Linked DNA regions of Sus scrofa: all the other regions are linked to region 1. The links are chromatin contacts, called in public Hi-C and targeted proximity ligation maps. All regions are on one chromosome and are shown on one strand. The core of a region is the stretch at or near the end of the contact, and the rest is flanking DNA. Distances in the headings are between cores, read along the strand shown. Region 1 holds the start of JTB (jumping translocation breakpoint). Region 2 has its middle 14 kb from the start of S100A6. Region 3 holds the start of S100A2 (protein S100-A2). Region 4 holds the start of CHTOP (chromatin target of PRMT1). Region 5 holds the start of NPR1 (atrial natriuretic peptide receptor 1).

Region 1 (3,865 bases), core at 405-2,904:
GTTCCCTTGTGGTACAGAGGGTTTAAGGATTCAGCGTTGTTATTGCAGCAGCTTGGATCACTGCTGTGGCACGAGTTCCATCCCTGGCTGGGAACTTCCACATGCCACAAGCGAGGCAAAAAACAAAAACAAAAACGGGGGTGGGGGCATGCGCTGGGGTCATGGGATGGAAATCCTATAAAATTGGATTGTGACAATCATTATACAACTATAAATGTAATAAATTCATTGAGTAATTAAAAAACGAAAAATAAAAACCTGTGGCCTGAAAGTCTGGGCTTAAGCCTCAGCTCTTCTATTAGCTGTGTGATCTTGGACAGGTGACACACTCTGATCTTATTCATAAAACAAGGATAATGCCAACTTCAGTGAGCTAAATGTTGACTCTAAAAGGTAAATGTGAGGCAGTATAATTAGAAGAGAATAAAGTATTTTTATAAACATTTCATTTGCATCTTGCCAAAAAAAAATACCGAAACCTAGAAAATGCACATTAGTATTTCCATTTGACACAGAACACTGCCATTCAGATACAGTCCTAAAGTCATTTAGCTTAAGCACCTGAACTTGGACTCAACACTTCTTGGGACTTCACATCTCAAGCTCTCCTCATTGCATTAGGTAGGAGCAAGAGACAGCTGAGAACATCTGAGGAGGTTATTCAAAGGACCAGCTCTGGGTTAATTTAGCAATTAACAGGAGAGGTGAACCCTGGGTAGAGCTGAGTGAAAGCCCAGAGACAGGGGAAGGCTTCACTTTCACCTTGGATCTCTGGTATTCTGGCCCCTGGAAGGAGGAAAAAATGCAGTTTTGCCATCTCTGGACCGCCCACCCAGGATCTCCCCTTGACTTCCGATGGAGGTGGGAAGGGAGAAGGGTATTTAAAAGTCCGATGCTTAATGGTGAATCCTGTGTGTGTGTTTTGTCTTTTTAGGGCTGCACCCGCGGCATATGGAGGTTCTCAGGCTAGGGGTCCAATCCGAGCTGTAGCCGCCAGCCTACACAGAGCCACTGCAACGCCGGATCCTTAACCCACTGAGGGAGGCCAGGGATTGAACCCGCATCCTCATGGATGCTAGTGGGGTTCGTTACCGCTGAGCCACAACGAGAATTCCTGTGAATCCCATTAAGGAGGGAGAAAGTCCTGAGAGGCAGACGTATAGTTCCGTTTACTTCTCACTGTTCTAGCCCAGAAAAGCAAACCAGCCACAGCCTAGGGAGCAACGAACCGATAACTCGAACCCGACCACCGCCATTTCCCCAGTTCCCGCAAAAGACTACCAGGCCCATAATGCAACGGGGCGTCGAGCCAATGGGTCGCGTCTCACCGCACAAAAGCAGGGGGATCCATTTCCCGGGGAGCACCGGCGAGGCGCCACCTAGCCCGGAAGACTACAAGGCCCATCAGGCAACCCGCGGGCCTCCGCTTCCGACGACTGGCCTAACTTTGGAAAAACCCAGGGTCCTGCGCGGAGCAAGATGGCTGCGCCGGGAGTGGAGGCGGAGCCGAGGGAGTGCTAGGCCCTACGCCCTTTCGGCCCTTGGAGAGGATCTGACGGGTCCGAAGGAAACTCACGGTCCTAGCCAACAAATGCTTATTGCCTTTTCTTGCCGTGGTCATGGGAATGTCCTGATAGAGTCTTTGATCTGTTAGGCAAACCAGCTTTTCGTAGCCCTGAATTGGAACTTCCCCGAGGACTGCTGAGTAAGCGCCGCCTCTGCGTTCCGACCGAGGCACGAGGCCAGTCAAGCAGGTCCCTGTGTCCCGACAGGTGCGACGCTGAGCACTCCATGCCTGCGGGCGCGGGGAGGCGTGGCCTCCCCCAGGGCCACCACCTCTGCTGGTTGCTCTGCGCTTTCACTTTAAAGCTCTGGTAAGGAGGGGCTGAGGGCAGGGAAAAGGAGGGGATGGCGGTAGCGGGTCGTCCCCGCCCCCTGGGGTGAGGGAGACCGTCCCTGGACCGCGGAGGTGGGTCAGTTCCCAGTTTTCTGGCTACTGACTTTTGCCCCTTTCCCCCCCGTCACCCGCTGCAGCCAAGCAGAAGCTCCCGTGCGCGAGGAGAAACTTTCAGGTGGGTGATGTCTAGGAACCCGACACCCCTATAGTTGTTTTGTTTTGTGTTTATATCTTCCCGTATACCAAGAACACGAGTGGAAAAGGGCGGCACCACGTGAAATGAGGCCATTCAGCGGGGTTAGGAAGTCGATGGGCAGAACTTTGGGGAGAAATACTTCCTGAACGAAGTCTGGGGCTTGCATTTTCTCTCCGTCTTTAGTGAGCACCTCAAATTTGCGGTGCTGGCTGGTGGAAGAGTTTGTGGTGGCAGAAGAGTGTGCTCCATGTTCTAATTTCCAGGCTGTGAGTATCTGTTTTCTCTCCCTCTTTCCTCACATCAAATTAACTAAGTGTGCCTTTGCATTGTCTTGTCTTCTTTTTCCTTGCAGTCTAAGTCCACATCTGAACTTGTCCCCCTCCCCCCGCCCCCCAAAAATGCTCTTTTCAAGTTAATGGCAACATTCAGTTAATAACTGTGTTCGGTTCATTTATACTCCAGTGGGCTCCAGAACTTGCTGTCACCTCTCCTAGAGTCTTGCCCCAAAGTGTTCTTGCTAAAAGATACTCCTGATCATGTAACCACCACCTCATCATCGCCATCAGAAGTCTTCATTAGTTCTCTGTTGCCTGCCAGCTCTGAGCCATAGCACTTGGGCACCTGCCCATTCTGAATGGCAGCCTTCTGCTTCTCCTGCCACCACTTCCTAACATATGCTTTGGTCCTTTCCTCCTGACAGAAAACTACCCCTGAGTGCAGTTCCACAGGGTATGTGGAGAAAATCACATGCAGCTCATCTAAGAGGAATGAGTTCAAGAGGTAAGTGTTTCTTCTCTTCTTGAAACCTCCTAGATCACCTCCTTTGCTCCCTATGACTTTAGGCAGATTGTCCCCCCACTTCCTCTTTGTCTGGAGGTAGCATGGCATATTGGAAAGAGGAGGGGATCTGGAGCCAAATAACTCGAACCCAAGTCCCAGCTCTACTCCTCGGCACGATGTTATTGGCCATATTTCCTCATCAGTAAAACTGGCTCACACAGCTCTGCTTTTCTCACCAGAAAACAAATTAAATATTCAAGTGGGATTAATGTGCTATAAACACATTAGAAGGCTGACTCTGGGAGTTCCCATCGTGGCTCAGGGGAAACGAATCTTACTAGCATCCATGAGGATGTAGGTTCAATCCCCAGCCTTGCTCAGAGGGTTAAGGATCCGGCATTGCTGTGAGCTGTGGTGTAGGTCGCAGACATGGCTCAGATCTGGCATTTGCTGTGGCTGTGGTGTAGGCCAGTGGCTACTGCTCCAATTCGACCCCTAGCCTGGGAACCTCCATATGCTGAGGGTACAGCCCTAAAAAGCCAAATAAATAAATGAATAAATGAATAAATGGCTGGCTTTGGTTTCCTCTTCTTCCCTCAGCTATGTATCTTGGTTAGGATGAAGCAGGAAAGAGATTAGAGGGAGAGGCTACGTGGCCTTCCCTGGGAATAACTGTTTCTTCTTGCCCTTAGCTGCCGCTCAGCTCTGATGGAACAACACTTATTCTGGAAATTCGAAGGGGCTGTTGTAGGTGTGGCCTTGGTCTTTGCTTGCCTGGTCATCGTGCGTCAGCGACAACTGGACAGAAAGGCTCTGGAAAAGGTCCGGAAGCAAATTGAGTCCATATAACTAACTTCTCCCCTTTTATCGGGGTCTTAGAGACCCTACCTCAGAGAAAGGGGAATGGACTGACTCGTGCCCCTGGTTCTCTGGAACCCTGTGGTGGCACACCCTTCGCCCTTTCTCCTCAGCGAAATCAGTAAATGAATAGA
Region 2 (3,865 bases), core at 402-2,901, 400 kb after region 1:
GAGGTTGTGGGTTCAATCCCTGGTCTTTCTCAGTGGGTTAAGGATCCAGCATTGCTGTGAGCTGTGGCATAGGACTCAGACTTGGCTCCGATCCTGTGTGGCTGTGCCTGTGGTGTAGGCTGGTGGCTGTAGCTCTGATTTGACCCCTAGCCTGGGAACCTCCATATGCCTCGGGTGCAGCCCTAAAAAGGACAAAAATAATATTAATATTTTGGTACCTAAAAATTAGGCAATATACCAAAATACTGAAATACAGGCATTGTAATCACTTCTTCTTTTTTTTTGTCTTTTTCTCTTTTTTCTAGGGCTGCACCTGCGGCATATGGAGGTTCCCAGGCTAGGGGTCTAATTGGAGCTATAGCTGCCAGCCTAAGCCACAGCCACAGCAACACATGGGATCCGAGCTGCCTCTGTGACCCACACCACAGCTCACGGCAATGCTGGATCCTTAACCCACTGAGCAAGGCCAGGGATCCAACCTGCAAACTCATGGTTCCTAGTTGGATTCGTTAACCACTGAGCCATGAGGGAACCCCTGTAATCACTTATTCTTTAAACCAGAGAGCAAACAATCAAATTCTCAACCAAGCAGGAAGGTCCTGTGCCAGCTCTTACTCTCTCAGGGGAGGGAAGACAAGCTTTGCTTCAAGGAATGAGTCAAAACTCTTTTTTTTTTTTAGGGCTGCACCTGTGGCATATGGAGGTTCCCAGGCTAGGGGTTGAATTGGAACTATTGCTGCCAGCCTACGCCACAGACAGAGCAACGGGGGATCTGAGCCTCGTCTGTGAACTATATCACAGCTCAAGGCAATGCTGGATCCTTAACCCACTGAGCGATGCCAGGGATTGAATCCACAACCTCATGGTTCCTAGTCGGATTCGCTTCCACTGCACCTCAAAGCTCTTTTTAATGCGTCCCCCTCCCTCACAAAAAACCCCCAAACCTTTCTGTTTTCTGACCAAATCTTCCTACAAGTGCGTAGTTTCTATTTTAAGAAGATGTATAGTTCCCTCCTGCTGATGTTTAGCATTTGCTATTGTCCCTTAACTTTGGACATAAAGATGGTTTCCGTCCATTCCTTTTCCCAGTTACAGATTACCGGTGGTAAATATATTCACAAATGCAGTCCTAGCTTGTGAGTTACTCTCAAGAGTGGAAATTATTACCAGATCAGAATCAGTTCTGGGACCTCACATCCAGCTCTGGCTTGATATTTTGTGTTCTGAGAAATGTCCTTGCTCGCAGCTCAGAGCCACAGTGTTACTTTAGGAACACACAAAATTATGATCCAAAACGTGATCAGGAAAATTACTGAGTTTGGTAAGTAAAAACCTCTTTCATCTAGGAAGAGCCTTTAAAAAAACGTGTGTGTGTGTGTGTGTGTGTGTGTGTGTGTGTGTGTGTGTGTGTGTTGTGTGGTATGTGTGCGCGCACGTGTGCGTATTTCCCTGAATTTGGAGGAAAAACCGTACCCCCTTTCTCTTTGGACCTCTTATCTGAGGCCAGGATGGAGCCCATGGGATCAGGCTGTGCCAGGGTCTGGAACCTGGCCGGCTTTCCTTTTCACCACGTGGCAGGAGAGGGCTGAGCAGCCTTGTGACTGTCCAATCACTGGTCCTTTGGTGCCCCCTGCTGACCATTCAGTCCCCACTCGAGTCCCTGCCTACCGGAGACGCCTAAAAGGTCTGGGGTGGTGGGATTGCCGAAGCATTGCCTGGAAGAACCTCGTGACCAGAGGCTTGGATGAGAGCTGGCTGGACCATACATCAGACCCCATCTTCTCCTCTTTAGGGCTGAGCCACACAGCCCTGCTGGTGGCAGCCCTACCATAAGGAAAAATGAGTTAAACCCAGTTTGTCTTTCACATTGCTGTTACATTTGTCTTTCTGGCAAACAAAGCTGGTTCTGCAGCTTTAAATCCTATATTGACTTCCGCCATGGACTGAATCATTGTTCCCCCCAAATTCATATGTTGATCCCCAATGTACTAGTATTTAGAAGTTGGGGCCTTTGGGAGAGGTAATTGGGTTTGGACGAGGTCATGGGGGTGGAAACCTCAGGAAGGGATTGGTGCCCTTATAAGGACGCCCTCTGCTGGTAGAAAGGAGACTGTGCACAACACTGGACAAGTGCCCAGGTCTCTCTGCTCCTGCTGCTGGGGCAGCCAGCTTCTTGCCAGGAGAGTTTGGGTGTCCACAGGATGCAGCCCAAGCCCTGCGTGGTTCTCACTGGGGTTAAGGTGAAGGGGAAGTGCCTTGCCCTCCCCTCCATGGGGATGATGTGGGGATCAAACAGCAGCCCTGCCAACACCCTGCCTCACTCCCAGGGATAGGTAGGGACACTGTGTTTTTGGTCCACCTCCTTCCCAAAAAGTTCTCCATAGCTGGTCAAGAGCCTCTCTTCAGTAGGTGTAGAGACTTAAGCCCTTGTCCTCTGCTTTGGGGCCACAGCAAAAAGGGAGACAATTGAAAAAGTTCCTTTTTTTTTTGGTCTTTTTGCCTTTTCTAGGGCCGCTCCTAGGGCATATGGAGGTTCCCAGGCTAGGGGTCCAATCAGAGCTGTAGCTTCAGCCTGCACCACAGTCACAGCAACAGGGGATCTGAGCCGCGTCTGCAACCTACAACACAGCTCACGGCAACGCCAGATCCTTAACCCACTGAGCAAGGCCACGGATCGAACCTGCAACCTCATAGTTCCTAGTCAGATTCGTTAACCTCTGAGCCACGACGGGAACTCCTTGAAAAAGTTCTTTTTAAGCATCCTATTATGTCGGGGGTTGTTGGACAACAGTCAGCATAGAGGCTGCAGAGAACAAAGAATTTTGTTTGGGCTCTTAGGAATTGCAATTTGTGGAGTTCCCATCATGGCTCAGTGGTTAACGAGCCCGACTAGAATCCATGAGGATGCAGGTTCAATCCCTGGCCTTGCTCAGTTGATTAAGGATCTGGCATTGCCGTGAGCTGTGGTGTAGGTTGCAGATGTGGCTCGAATCTGGTGTTGCTGTGGCTGTGGCATAGGCCGGTGGCTACAGCTCCGATTAGACCCCTAGTCTGGGAACCTCCATATGCCAAGGGTGCGGCCCTAAAAAGACAAAAGACAAAAAAAAAAAAAAAAGAATTGCAATTTGGGAGACATAGCTTTGGGTCAAACCAAAAGAATGTTCTGGGGAAGAGACAGTCAGAGGCCACAAAGACAAAAACCACAGGCTATCCTCTGACCCAAGGAAGGAAATATTTTTCCTTATGGATAGGCTGTCACGAGTTATTTTAGGGTAAGGGTCTGATAAGTATCTTGAGTTTCTGGAACGCTGGGCCGATGTTCTAGATGTCTTTGTTAAGACCATGAGTGGTCAAAAGGTCAGACTCCATCTGGGCTGAGGCGAGCAAATGGCTCACTTCCCTGATGGCCTCCCAGCTCCGTTTCAGAGAGCTCTCTACACAGCACCACCTCCAGGGTTTGTGGGATGAGTAAAGGCATGGCCAGGGGGCTGGCCGCGATGGGCCATGAGGTGGCAGGAGGGCAGCCAGGGGTCCCAGCTCGGGGTCCCCAGAGTAGACTTGGACTTGGACGCTGGCTCTCATTTCGTGGCTGTGTGTTTTTGGGAAAGCTATGAATTATCTCTACAGCTGGCTCATCTCTAAAATAGGGATAATGGTTGGAGTTCCCATCATGGCGCAGCGGAAACGAATCCGACTAGGAACCATGAGGTTGCGGGTTTGATCCCCGGCCTTGCTCAGTGGGTTAAGGATGCAGAGTTGCTGTGAGCTGTGGTGTAGGTTGCAGACACGGCTCAGATCCTGTGTTGCTGTGGCTGTGGTGTAGGCTGGCAGCTGAAACTCCAACCTGACCCCTAGCCTGGGAACC
Region 3 (3,865 bases), core at 540-3,039, 360 kb after region 1:
GGTGTAGGCTGGTGGCTACAGCTCCAATTCGACCCCTAGCCTGGGAACCTCCACATTTGCTGTGGGTTTGGCCCTCAAAAGACAAAAAACAAAAAACAAAAAAGAATGAAGAAGTGCTGTGAAAAGCAAGGTGTTGCGCCCCATTGGTCCCCACCCTCAGCGTGAGCAATTCCAAGCTATAGGTTTTGATGGGGAGGAGCCTAGCACGAGGGGTCCAAGTGCCTTGGGGAGGAGGGACACTGGGTGGCTTTGCAGAGGTGTAGGAGAGGGAGCTGGGGGTCCCAAGGCCTGAGTTGATCTTTGCTGCTCAGGCTGTCCCCAAGTCCCATGGTGACCCCCCGCAGTAGGAGCGCAGCCCGGCGTCATGTCTGATGGTCTGTGGGTTCTCAGTCTGAGCTTCGCTGTGACATCATGACCGACACTCCTCTCCTTTGGTACATTCATATTTAAGAATCACAGGTTTCAAGGAAACAGGAATCCACAGTGAACCTATTCTGTAGCCTGTTGTGGAGATGAAAGGAGACATAAAGATTATTAGGGTAGAGCTGAAAATATGTGCAGAAGGGTCTCCGTGCGGTGCCCTCCCCTCCCAAGCTGGGTTGGGGCTTCGGCTGGCTGCCCTGGGACTGCGGCTGCCCTGGGGGAGGAGGGCGGTGCCGCTGAGTCACTGCCTGGGCATCTGGGCCTGGAACCACGAGTGAGTCACCTAGGACTAGGGGCGCTGGGGGAGGGGAAAGGGGCTGGTGGCCATCTGGAGGGGGAGGGGAGCTGGGCCCACAGGAAGGGCGGTGCCCGGACTGGATGGGGCGGCAGGCCAGCCGGGCCTGGGAAGGGGTAGCTGGAAGCCTACCCGGCCCTGAAAGCCCTTCCCCCGGGCTGGGGCTGAAAGGCTGCAGTGTTTGCCTCTCTCTGAGTATGGAAAGGGGGCCGTTGGAGTGGGTGGGGTGGCTGTGGCAGTGGCCTCACCCCAGGCCTGGTCTCCTGGCTTGGGAAGCAGTTTGGTCCCTCCTCACGTGCCTACCTCCCAGGCTGGAGGAGGCCCGAGTTTCCTCCTCTCCCTTCAACCCTCCTGGGGCTTCCCCTCACACCCAGACTGTGCTCAGCCCAGCTGACGGCGACGGGGCCATGGCCACCTCTCACCGCCTCCCTCTCTCCTTCCAGACCCCTTCCTACCCCAAGGGGGGGCCTTTCCAGGTATTTTCTAAGCACACCTGCTTTCCTTGTTGTGTCATTCAAAGGTATTCTTGTGCCAGCTATTAAAAGTAACTCTAGGAGTTCCTGGGTGGCTCTGTGGGTTAAGGATCCAGCCTTCTCACTGATGTGGCTCTGGTCATTGCTGTGGTGTAGGTTCGATCCCTGGCCTGGGGCCTCTACATGCGAGGGCAAAACAAATAAATAAATAAATACATGTAACTTTGTTTCCTTCATTCTCTGAGGTTGCCCCTGCTCTCTTCTTTCTGATGTCACCTTCTGACTCCCAGCAAACACACACGCACACACACCTGTGAAGTCCCATGTGCACCTGCAGCTCTGATACATGAATGAGCCGTGACTCTCAGGGATGCGTCACGGGAACGAGGCCTGCGTAGTCTGTCTCCAGATGCCGGGAACGAGGCTGCCTCCCCTTGGCCTGCGCCCAGGCGCCCAGGTGTCTTCCTCAGGACACCTCCAGCTCCCTTTCGTGGCCCTGGGTGGGGTAGGGGGAGGGAGCTGCCCTTGGCCTGGTGAGAGGCGGGAGGGGAGCTGGCTGTGTCAGGGAGGGAGGGGGCTGGGAAGGAGTGGGTGGGGGTGGCAGGATGCCAGGCTTTGGCGCAATCATGTTAGGGCAGGTTTGGTTTCCTTAAAGGGCCAAGTTGGGGGCCAGTGGGGCTGGCATATAAATCTGCACGCTGGGCACCAGGCCCTTCACTTTCCTTCCCAAGCCTGTCTCTGCCGTCAGGTCTGGTGAGTATCTCTGTCCTGCTGGGGGCTGGGTGAGGAGGACCCACGTGGGCCTCTGTCTTTGTCCCCGTGTCCTGATCTTTGTCTCCTCTGGACGGGACCTGGGGCCTCTGTGGTTCTCCGCATTTGCGGGGACCTCCTCCGATTGAGGCTGTTTCCAGGTTCCTCTGTGAGGTCTCAGTTTAGGGGTTATTCTGAGGCTCTCTCCTGGGTCTCTCAGTCTGGGGGGCCATCTAGAGGCACCTTCTTGGGGGTCTAGGCCCAGGAGTATGAAGTGTGTGTGTGGGGGGGGTCGGGATGCTTTAATAAGAATCCTGTTGTTTTTGTCTGTGTTTTGCACAGTCCTGGATTGCAAGCAGGACTCAGGAACGAGAGCCAGGGATCTCAAGCGCATGGGCCCTCCTGGGTCCTTGCCCTGAGGAGCTCTGGCCTGGGCTTCCTGTCTTCTCCCAACTCCCAAGGCAGGGCTGGCAGGGTGGCCTGGGGCTCTCCCTGAGCCCAGGGCCTCTGGCTGCAACCTGGGACCCGCCTAACACTCCCGGGTTGGTCTGGGCATTGTCCAGAGGCAGGGCTTTGGAAAAGCTGACATCCCCAGCCTATCCTTGGTCCCAGATTCCACCCTGAACCTAGGGTGCTGGGCTTTTCATGTCTTTAAATCCAGTCCGCCTTCCTGGTGGAGGAGGCTGAGGCGGGTGTTCGGTTGCCTCCACCCGACCCATGCCCTGTCTGCACAGAGTCAGTGCCCCTGGCTCAGGGGCCTCCAGTATGAGGGGAGACACATGCTCTATCCTACCCTTGAGAGGCCCTCGTCTGAGGGAAGAAACAGACCTGCCCCAGGGAGCTTCCAGTTAGATGGGAGAGTGACACCCTCTGGCTGAGGGAGGAACTGACTCCTCAGGGAACCTCGGACCCCTAGGCGTAGGCCTGGCTACTGTCAGAGCCCAGGGTGCCCCACTGACTGGACATGGAGCTGCCCGTCTCCCCAGTGCTGGCACAGAGCCACTGGCTGGCACAGAGCTGCACAGAGTAGATCCCAGGTGGGACTCTGGCCACATTTTGTCATGTCCTTTCCACAGACATTCAAAGGGTGGGGGGGCCCTGTCCTCAGGGGTGGGCCCCAAGTGTGATGGAGGAGACATGAGGCCCTTGCAAACACAGGGGAAGCTCTAGCATCTGCCCCCAGGGTGAGGTGGGGGTCTGGCCTCTGCCCTGGGAGCCATAGGCTGAGGGGGAGACGTGGCTCTCCCTGCCCATTCAGAGAGGCTTGGCAAGGCGGTTTGGGGCCCAAGGACGGAATTGGGTCCTGCAGCCTGGACTGAGACACCTCCATCACCTGTCACCCCTGCAGCCCAGATCCAAGATGTCCAGTCCCCTGGAGCAGGCGCTGGCTGTGATGGTTGCCACCTTCCACAAGTACTCGGGCCAAGAAGGTGACAAATTCAAGCTGAGTAAGGGGGAGATGAAGGAACTTCTCCACAAGGAGCTGCCCAGCTTTGTAGGGGTGAGTGGGGCCCGCCTGGGCTGGGGAGGGTCCTGGCGGGTGCCTGGGGGGCACAGGTTGAATCTCTTCTCCCTTTCTTGGGGAGGGCCTGCTGATGCGGACCCCAGGGTGGGGTCAAGCCCTTCATGGCCTCCCTGGAGTGAGAGGGAGACCCATGTGTGGGTGCTTTATTATTGGTGTACCCTGCAACTTGCCAGACAATGGAGGTGCTGTCAGAGCCCAGAGAGGGGAAGTGACTGGCTCAAGGTCACACAGTGTGATCTTCCCTTTCCCTTTCCCTCTCCCTCTCTCTCTCTCTCTCTCATTTTCTATATTTACATGCCAAATTAAGAAGGTGTATAATATAAGGGACTTCCCATTTGTGACTCAGCAGTAATGAACCTGACTAGTACCCCTGAAGATGTGGGTTCAATCACTGACCTC
Region 4 (3,865 bases), core at 702-3,201, 290 kb after region 1:
CTTGCTACCTGCCTCTTACAGGCCAGACACAACACTGCTGGCCTTGGACTGGGCAGCAAGCCTACTGCAGCCGGGGTTCCATGCTACCAAGCTGCACCACCCCTGTATCAATGTAAAAAAAATGTGAAGAAAATGGAGGGTGTGAGGAGTCTTTTAAAATACATCCCACCAGAGAAATATTTCAGACAGCTTAACATAAAAATCTACTGATAAGTGGTTTTGAAACAACCGCCCAATTTGTTTTGTGTACCACATAAGATGCTACTAAGAACAGAGGTCTGTAGCCTTCTGTTGGTATTTAGCTTAAAACTGGTTTTTGTGCATTGGACCCAGGGCCAACTTAAGTAATGTTTTCTTATGAACGAGCTGAAGTTGCTGTTGGCTGCCTCACCGCTCATTTAGAGACATCTTGGTGGTGCTTTTTAGCACAACTTTCGGTGCTGACTGTGCAGCCATCTTCAAATCCCGAGAATCTACAAAAGACAATGGGCAAAGTGAGCAAATCAGAATGATGACTACCTCATTTCAACAGGGCCAAAGGCCCAAACCAAAAATGAATGAATAGGCCTGTCTCAATGACTACTGAAGATCACACCAAAACTCATTTCAGGTGCTTACATTTAGAAGCTAAGTTATCTGGAATTAATAAACTTCAAGGCCACATGACAGAAAATACCTGCCCAAGCCTCCAAAAATGGCAGACCTAGACCTAGCCAAAGAAAGTGTTTGGCTTTTCATCTAGAGCGGTCCTTCTCTACCTTGGCTGCAAGGAGCTTTAAAAAACAACAACAGGAGTTCCCTTCATGGCTCCGCGGTCACAAACCCAACTAGCATCCTTGAGGATGTGGGTTGGACCCCTAGCCTCGCACAGTGGGTTAAGGATCTAGCGTTGCTGTGGGTTGTGGTCTAGGCCGGCAGCTACAGCTCCAATTCGACCTCTAGCCTTGGAACTTCTATATATGCGGCCCTAAAAAGACAAAACAACAACAAAGACAGACACAAAATACAGAAGCTTCGGCCCAAACCATTTAAAGCACAATCTCTGCTGGTGAGGTCTGGGGATCAGCAATTAGAAGGTGGTGCGGGGAGGGGGGGTGGTGTCTAACTTGCTGCTTCTCATGTGCAGCCAAAATTCAGAACCACTGCTCTAGAGAGATGATACAGGTTTACCAGTTTACAAATTGGCTTTCAACTCCAAAGTCTTGCAGGAACCTTAGCAAGGGACTGGGGACGTGGGGGAGGGATGGAGTAGGAAAGGTTTCCTAAATGGGCGTTCACCTGGGAGTTCGATCCCAGAGAGCACGCCACAAAATTTAACTCTACAGCTGCCAGTGCATTCTGACGTTCCCTAAAGCCGTGTAGTCCTCCTCTGAACTCCCATCTCAAAGCCCCGTCCGGGACCGCCAACGTTGCTCAACCCGCCCAGCAATGTTCCTTTCTATTCCTACCAAATCCCAACCTCCAGCAGCGAGTTTCCAGCTCGGGGCCTCCCCCGCCTCCCTCTCAGGGGCTCCGCCCCCTCCCGGGGCCTCCACTCCCCGACACCCAATCTGCTTCCACATCCCACCAGCTCCCACTCCACGACCGCCGGGCCCGGGCGCTCCCCAAGACTTTTGCCCTCCTTCTCACCACAGAAACGTACCGAAGGAAACGGACGCCAGTGCTCCTCCCGGGGTTGCCACCACGGCTGCGACAGGCTGGCCGGGGGCCGGCCGAACCTGAGTTGACGGTGGAGGGGCTCGGATTAACTTGGTGGGCGGTTGGTTGTATGTGTTAAACGGTAGAATGCTAGGTTAGTTCGTTGATGCTGGGTGGCTGTCCGGTCGGCCGGTTCGCCTGCTCGCCCGGCGTGCCCTTTCCTGCCTTTCACCACAGCCGCTGCCGCCAACTCCCGCTCGCTCTCCAAAACAAAATGGCCGCCACGCCCAGTGCGGAATGGGACCGGCTAAAATGGCGTCGACGCCATTACGTCAGACGTCAGGTCTGCGCACAGCGCAGGAGGCGGGAAAATTTGTGTTACGCCTGCGCGGGGGATGAGGCGGAGCTCCAGGGAAAAGGCGGGGCTTTAGGCTGTATTACACTCCGAGCCCCACCCGGGAAGGGGCGTGGCCAATATATTCTCTCTTGGGTTTTAAGGCGGCTGCAAGTTGGTGATTTGGGACGTTCAAGGCGGATTTGGTCCTCTTAAGAAAAGAAGTTCGTATTTCATTGCGGGTCCCTCCACCCCTAAAGCTAAGGCAGACCGACTAAAATTCTTTACGCGACATGACTCGGTCTTTCTTCCGAGAGCCACCGGGCCGGTGTAATTTGCGCTGGCTCCCCCCTCAGCATACGCCCCTTTTAGAGTTGTGGGTTGCCATAAACGCACCTGGGGACCAGTGCAGGGAGCACACCTCACTGGATCCTGCACCACGCACCACTGCCCGTCCATATTTTTCTCTTCACTTCCCTTCCCAATTTGGCCTGAAGATTGTTAAATTCTTATTTGGGGGAAGCTTTGCGTCCCCGCAACCTATTCCAATGTCTTCTCCCTCCATCTAGCTTCCATGTGGATTTTGATGCAGACCTATATGGCATTTTCCTTATACCTGGGCACACAATAAAAGGCTCAGATGGGAGTTCCCGTCGTGGCGCAGTGGTTAAGGAACCCAACTAGGAACCATGAGGTTGCGGGTTCGATCCCTAGCCTTGCTCAGTGGGTTAACGATCCGGCATTGCTGTGAGCTGTGGTGTAGGTTGCAGACGCGGCTCGGATCCAGCGTTGCTGTGGCTCTGGCGTAGGCCAGGTGGCTGCACCTCTGATTCAACCCCTAGCCTGGGAACCTCCATATGCCGTGGGAGCGGCCCAAGAAATAGCAAAAAAAGACCAAAAAAAAAAAAAGGCTCAGATGTTGGAAGAATGAGTGAATGAACATGTCCTCAGTTCCACCTCCACTCTCTTAAAGGCGCATGAGATCCTTTCATTTTCCTTCCTAGCATTTATACGTGTATGTTTAATGGTTTGGCACCCTTTACTGGACTTCACCTATGTGACAGTGAGGGTTGTGTTTGTTTTGCTCACTGCTGTATTCCCAGTTTCCACACAATGTCTAGCACGGGGTAGGTCTTCAGCACATATTCTTCGAAAGTTGAAGGGCAATTTTTCTGGCTTCAAAGCTGAAAAGCTGATGTCTCTGCCACTTCCAGCTGGAACCTTGAGCCTCTACCTTTCTGGGCCTTGAGCATTCCTTAAGTAGGAAGATGTAATGGTTCCTTGATCTTTCTCCAAAATAAGATCCCTCCCCAAATAAAGCAATTTGGGAGTGAACAGCCTTCACTTCCCCACCCATTTCCAAACCCTGAAGGACCAGAGACAGCAGCTGGTGGCTGGTGAGAGAGGAGCCTTTAATGAAAGATGAGTTGCAGGCCTGGCCCACTACTCTTGCGCCCCTGTTGGAGGGTAGGCAAGGGTGAGAAGGTGGGGAGGGAACAGCGGGATGAAGGGGAAGCAGGGTGAAGAGGCAGGTATGGCAGGGTGGAGGGGAAGGGCGCTGCCCAATGGGACCATCTGCTCAACTGTTCTCCCAGAAGAAGTTGTTACAGGCCACTGTGAGGGCAGCCACCAGCACCACGTACTCCTGGAAGTCCACCTCCCCATCTCCATTCTCGTCGAGCTCCTTCATCACCTTGTCCACAGCATCCGCATCCTTCTGGGCCTGTGAAGCGAAGAAATGGTGAGGTAGGTGGACAGGGAGATGAATATCACAGAGTCAGGGGCATGGGACTTGCTTGACTGGAGAGGAGGAGGCAGAGATGAGCAAGAGGGAGAATTATGTCTCATTATGAGACTTTTCTTTTTTTTTTTTTTTTTAGGGCCGCATCCATG
Region 5 (3,865 bases), core at 436-2,935, 260 kb after region 1:
GCCGGGGCGCCGGCGGTCAGCAGCGGCACCCGCCAGTGCGCGGTGAAGCGGCCCACGGGGGCGGCGGCGTACACGCAGCCGGGGCCCAGGAACACAGCGGGGTTGTGCTCCCACTTGAGGTCCACCGCGGTCAGGGGCGCGGCGGTGTCGGAGCAGACGCCCAGTGCGCTCTCGCTACTGCCTAGCACAGTGCGGACCGTCCAACCCGGCAGCAGGTCCGGCCGCGCCTTCACCTTGGCCAGGGCCAGCTCCACCGCCGGTCCCACGCGCGCCCACGACCACGGATAAGAGGTGTTGGCCAGCGGCAGCACCACGGCCACTGTCAGGTTGCCCGCGTAGCTGCCCGGGAGCAGCAGCAACGGCAGGAGCAGCAGCAGGCGCAGGCGGGCGCCAAAGGGGCGCCCGGGGCGCGGCATGGCCTCAGCGGGCACCGCGGTGGACGAGCGCTCCCACCATGGCCTCCAGCGTCCCCTCCGCCTCAGTGGCCGGTCCTGGGCACCAGGCGCGCCCCTGTGGGAGGTAGGAGGAGCGGGGCGGGGACGCTCCCCGCGGAGCACGTTGCCCCCTCCAGCTGCGACAGTCCGCGCCAGGAGCACCAGGGGCGCGCGACCCAGGGGTGCGCCGAGGGCGCGGCGGAGCAGGTGGGTGCGAGGAGAGCTCCGGGGCAGAAAGAACCCGAGTGCGAGTGAGAACGTGTTATGTGTGTGTGCGCGTGTGTTAGGAGAGAGAAAAAGCGTGAGCAAGCGCTCGGTGGAGAAGGATGGTAGAGGGCGCGAGGGAGGGAAAAGGGAGTGTGTGTGTGCGTGAGCGCCTAGCACAGAGACTGTGCCAGAAGGGGCGTCCGGCCGGCCCAAGTCTCCCGCAGTCCGGGGGGACAGGGGAGGACCCAGGCCAAGCTCCGAACCCTCCCTCCCCGCCGCTTCCCCTCCCAGACTCCGCGACCGTAGAGCCAATCCTGGATCTTTAACTCCTTCCTCCCCTCCCAGAAGTCGCCGCCTCTCCGAGCCCCTTGGCCTGAGCGCTTTTCCTTAGGCCGTCTTCCCGCTTCTCCGCGGCCAAATGTCTTCCTACTTCGAGAAGCGGCATCCACAGAAGGGGCTCCCTCTCAGGGAGAACTGAGTAGAGATTTGCGTGGGAACGACAGGGGGTCTCTTGCGTCCCACCTAGTCCCTCCGCTCCTACCTCGTTCCGTCTGGGAAAGAGAGGAGGAGGAGCCGGTTTGGGATCTTGGCCCGAAAAAGTGAGTGTTTGGATGTGAACGTCTAGGGGTGGGGCCGGAGGGTGAGGGTTTCTAGAAAAGGCATTAAAATAGGTGAATCCAAAGTCCCCTTGACCAGTCCATCTAGGATCTCACCCACCCTCAGCTTCCAAATTGAGCGGATTAGTGGAGAAAAAGGACCAGGTGCAAGGGCAGAGTTAACGCTCTCATTCCCAAAAGGCTGTACGAAGTGGGAGGGAGAGCTTGTGGGTGGCTGGCGGGGGAAGAGGTGTGGCCTCAGGGCCCCTCCCGGCTTGTATGTGTTTGGTTTGTATTGAGGGGGATTATTAAAATCAAATTTGTGGGGGTGGCGAGAGACTGTTGCAAAAGACAAGCGGAGGCGTCAATAGGATAGTGTTGGGGGGCCCTTGACGGCTGGGCCGCTGACGGGACAGCTGTGGAATTAGTCTGCCCTCTAATGGTCAGAAGGAGTCATTGACGGTATTGTGGGGCCAACAGCGGCAACCCGGTGCCGAAGCTGGACCAAAGATCAGCAAACTTGAGGACCTAATACGTATTAAGTACCAGCTAGAGGCTCAGCGGGTTAAAGATACGGCGTTGTCACTGCAGAGGCTCAGGTCGCTTCTGTGGCTGAGTTCGATTACTGGCCCAGGAACTTCCACAGCCGCAAGTGCGGGCAAAACAAACAACAAAGAAAAGAAAAACACCCGCTAGATGTTGAGGACATAAAGAGCAATATATATATGCGTGTATATGTACATATATTACACACACACACCCCATTCCTTTGCGGAGGTCTATCAATTTGGGACAAATAGCCCTAAGATAAGTCAGGTAAGTACTACAACAAAGAGAGGGGTAAATTGCTGGAGGTCCAGATAAGTGTTGTTGTTGCTGTTGTTGTTATTATTAGTATTATTATTGTGTTTTTAGGGCCAGACCTGTGGCATTGGAAGTTCCCAGGCTAGGGGTCGAATCTGAGCTGTAGCCGTTGGCCTATGCCACAGCCACAGCAACGCTGGATCCTTAACCCACTGAGCGAGGATAGGGATCAAACCCTGGTCCTTGTGGATACTAGTCAGATTTGTTTCCACTGAGCCACAACAGGAACTCCAGATGAGGGCTATTTTGCTTGCAATGGAGCCAGGAAAATCCCCAAAGAGAAATAATTCAACAAGGGTAGGAGAATGAGAAAGATATTCTGTGCAGAGAAAGCAGAATACGGAAATATGTTTCCTATGTATTTAGGAGAATTTTGAATGTTCTTATGGTCTAGAGCAAATGGTAGCCCATGGACCAACTTAAGATGGCAGGCGTGTTTTGTTTGGCCTGTATTCTCCTGTGCTCTCTGTATATATCTAATTTAATTGCCCACACTTAGAGTTTCTGTCCTGGTGCAGGGGAAACGAATCTGACTGGGAACCATGAGGTTGCAGGTTCAATCCCTGGCCTCTCCCAGTGGGCTGGGGCACCACCGTTTCTGTGCTGTAGGCCAGCAGCTGTAGGTAGGATTCAAACCCTAGACTGGAAACCTTGATATGCTGCAGGTGTGGCTCTAAAAAAAAAAAAAAAAAAATTGCCCGCATTTAAAAATTAGCAGATGCACATGAATATTGGATTTCTGACTTGTGTTAAGATGTTGGAGAGCTGGTAATATAGGTCCTGCATCTTTCCGTGAACAATCGTCTGAACCAAGTATCCATTACTTCTTTGAGATGAGTCTAGTTCATCATAGTTCCTACTCTCCCTGGTCAGTATGTTTTCAACCCTGATCTAGGATGTAAGGTGTTGTAGGTATGTGGTTATAAGGAGAGGAGAGGTTGTAACTGAGGAGGAGAGACAAGAAGGGGCAGCAGAGGGTTGATCCTGCAAGTTTTTGTGCGACAGGCATAATGTCTTTGTCTTACAAGGAGGGCTCCAGAGATTATAGAGGTAGATAGGAGATTGGGAGATTTGGGGGTTTTATTTTTTTTATTTTTGTCCGTGCTGGGGCATATAGAAGTTTCCAGGCCAGGGACTGAATTCACACCCCAGCAGTGACTCAAGGCATAGCAGTGACAACACCAGATCCTTAACCTCTGAGCCACCAGGAAGCTCCAGAAGATTTTTTAAAAAGTTTTATTGAGATAGAATTTTTTTTTGTCTTTTTTTTTTTTTTTTTTTTTTTTTTTGCCTTTTCTTGAGCTGCTCCCATGGCACATGGAGGTTCCCAGGCTAGGGGTCCAATCAGAGCTGTAGCCGCCGGCCTACGCCAGAGCCACAGCAACATCAGATCCGAGCCGCGTCTGTGACCTACACCACAGCTCATGGCAACGCTGGATCCTTAACCCACTGAGCAAGGGCAGGGATCGGACCCACAACCTCATGGTTCCTAGTCGGATTTGTTAACCACTGAGCCACAGCGGGAACTTCTGAGATAGAATTGACATACCATAAACGGTATGCATTTAATGTATACAGTTTGATGAATTTGGACATATGCATACACCTGGGAAACCATCACCACAATATCAAGATAATAAACATTTCCATCATCTCCAAAAGTTTCTTTGTGTCCTTTTGTGTGTGTGTGTGCATGTGTGTGTTAAGAGCACCTAACATGAGATCTATCCTATTAGCAAAATTTTAAATGTATAATACAGTGTT

The links. Hi-C and Micro-C count contacts between places; a contact is called where the count stands out from the background.
Region 2: a contact with region 1 is called in a Hi-C map of subcutaneous adipose tissue, with 2.3 times the contacts expected there. A contact is called at or near these places in 10 of 47 Hi-C or Micro-C datasets (embryonic fibroblasts, epiblast stem cells, fetal skeletal muscle and 6 more).
Region 3: a targeted proximity ligation map of alveolar macrophages shows a contact between it and region 1. A contact is called at or near these places in 1 of 47 Hi-C or Micro-C datasets (subcutaneous adipose tissue) and 1 of 2 datasets of targeted methods (alveolar macrophages).
Region 4: a Hi-C map of liver shows a contact between it and region 1, with 4 times the contacts expected there. A contact is called at or near these places in 1 of 5 promoter capture datasets (fetal skeletal muscle), 1 of 47 Hi-C or Micro-C datasets (liver) and 2 of 2 datasets of targeted methods (alveolar macrophages and skeletal muscle).
Region 5: a Hi-C map of omental adipose tissue shows a contact between it and region 1, with 2.5 times the contacts expected there. A contact is called at or near these places in 3 of 5 promoter capture datasets (fetal liver, fetal skeletal muscle and liver), 25 of 47 Hi-C or Micro-C datasets (adipose tissue, alveolar macrophages, brain and 14 more) and 2 of 2 datasets of targeted methods (alveolar macrophages and skeletal muscle).

What each region holds. Positions count from the first base shown.
Region 1 is chr4:95,712,272-95,716,136 of Sscrofa11.1, forward strand. JTB (jumping translocation breakpoint) reads left to right here and starts at 1,655. Exons shown (of 5, transcript NM_001128468.1): 1 at 1,655-1,874; 2 at 2,035-2,072; 3 at 2,277-2,359; 4 at 2,794-2,873; 5 at 3,566-3,865. The coding sequence starts at 1,792. The coding sequence ends at 3,722.
Region 2 is chr4:96,110,225-96,114,089 of Sscrofa11.1, forward strand. No RefSeq gene overlaps it. Among named protein-coding and RNA genes, the nearest start is that of S100A6, 14 kb to the left of the region's middle.
Region 3 is chr4:96,071,707-96,075,571 of Sscrofa11.1, forward strand. It overlaps S100A2 (protein S100-A2), which reads left to right and starts at 1,790. Exons shown (of 3, transcript XM_001929556.5): 1 at 1,790-1,944; 2 at 3,290-3,442. The coding sequence starts at 3,302.
Region 4 is chr4:96,003,663-96,007,527 of Sscrofa11.1, forward strand. It overlaps CHTOP (chromatin target of PRMT1), which reads right to left and starts at 1,952. Exons shown (of 6, transcript NM_001243268.1): 1 at 1,643-1,952; 2 at 392-473. The coding sequence starts at 456. S100A1 (protein S100-A1) reads right to left here. Exons shown (of 4, transcript XM_021089808.1): 4 at 3,364-3,695. The coding sequence ends at 3,552. It overlaps S100A13 (protein S100-A13), which reads left to right and starts at 3,618. Exons shown (of 4, transcript XM_021089809.1): 1 at 3,618-3,718. The coding sequence starts at 3,711.
Region 5 is chr4:95,972,568-95,976,432 of Sscrofa11.1, forward strand. NPR1 (atrial natriuretic peptide receptor 1) reads right to left here and starts at 1,686. Exons shown (of 22, transcript XM_021089806.1): 1 at 1-1,686. The coding sequence starts at 416.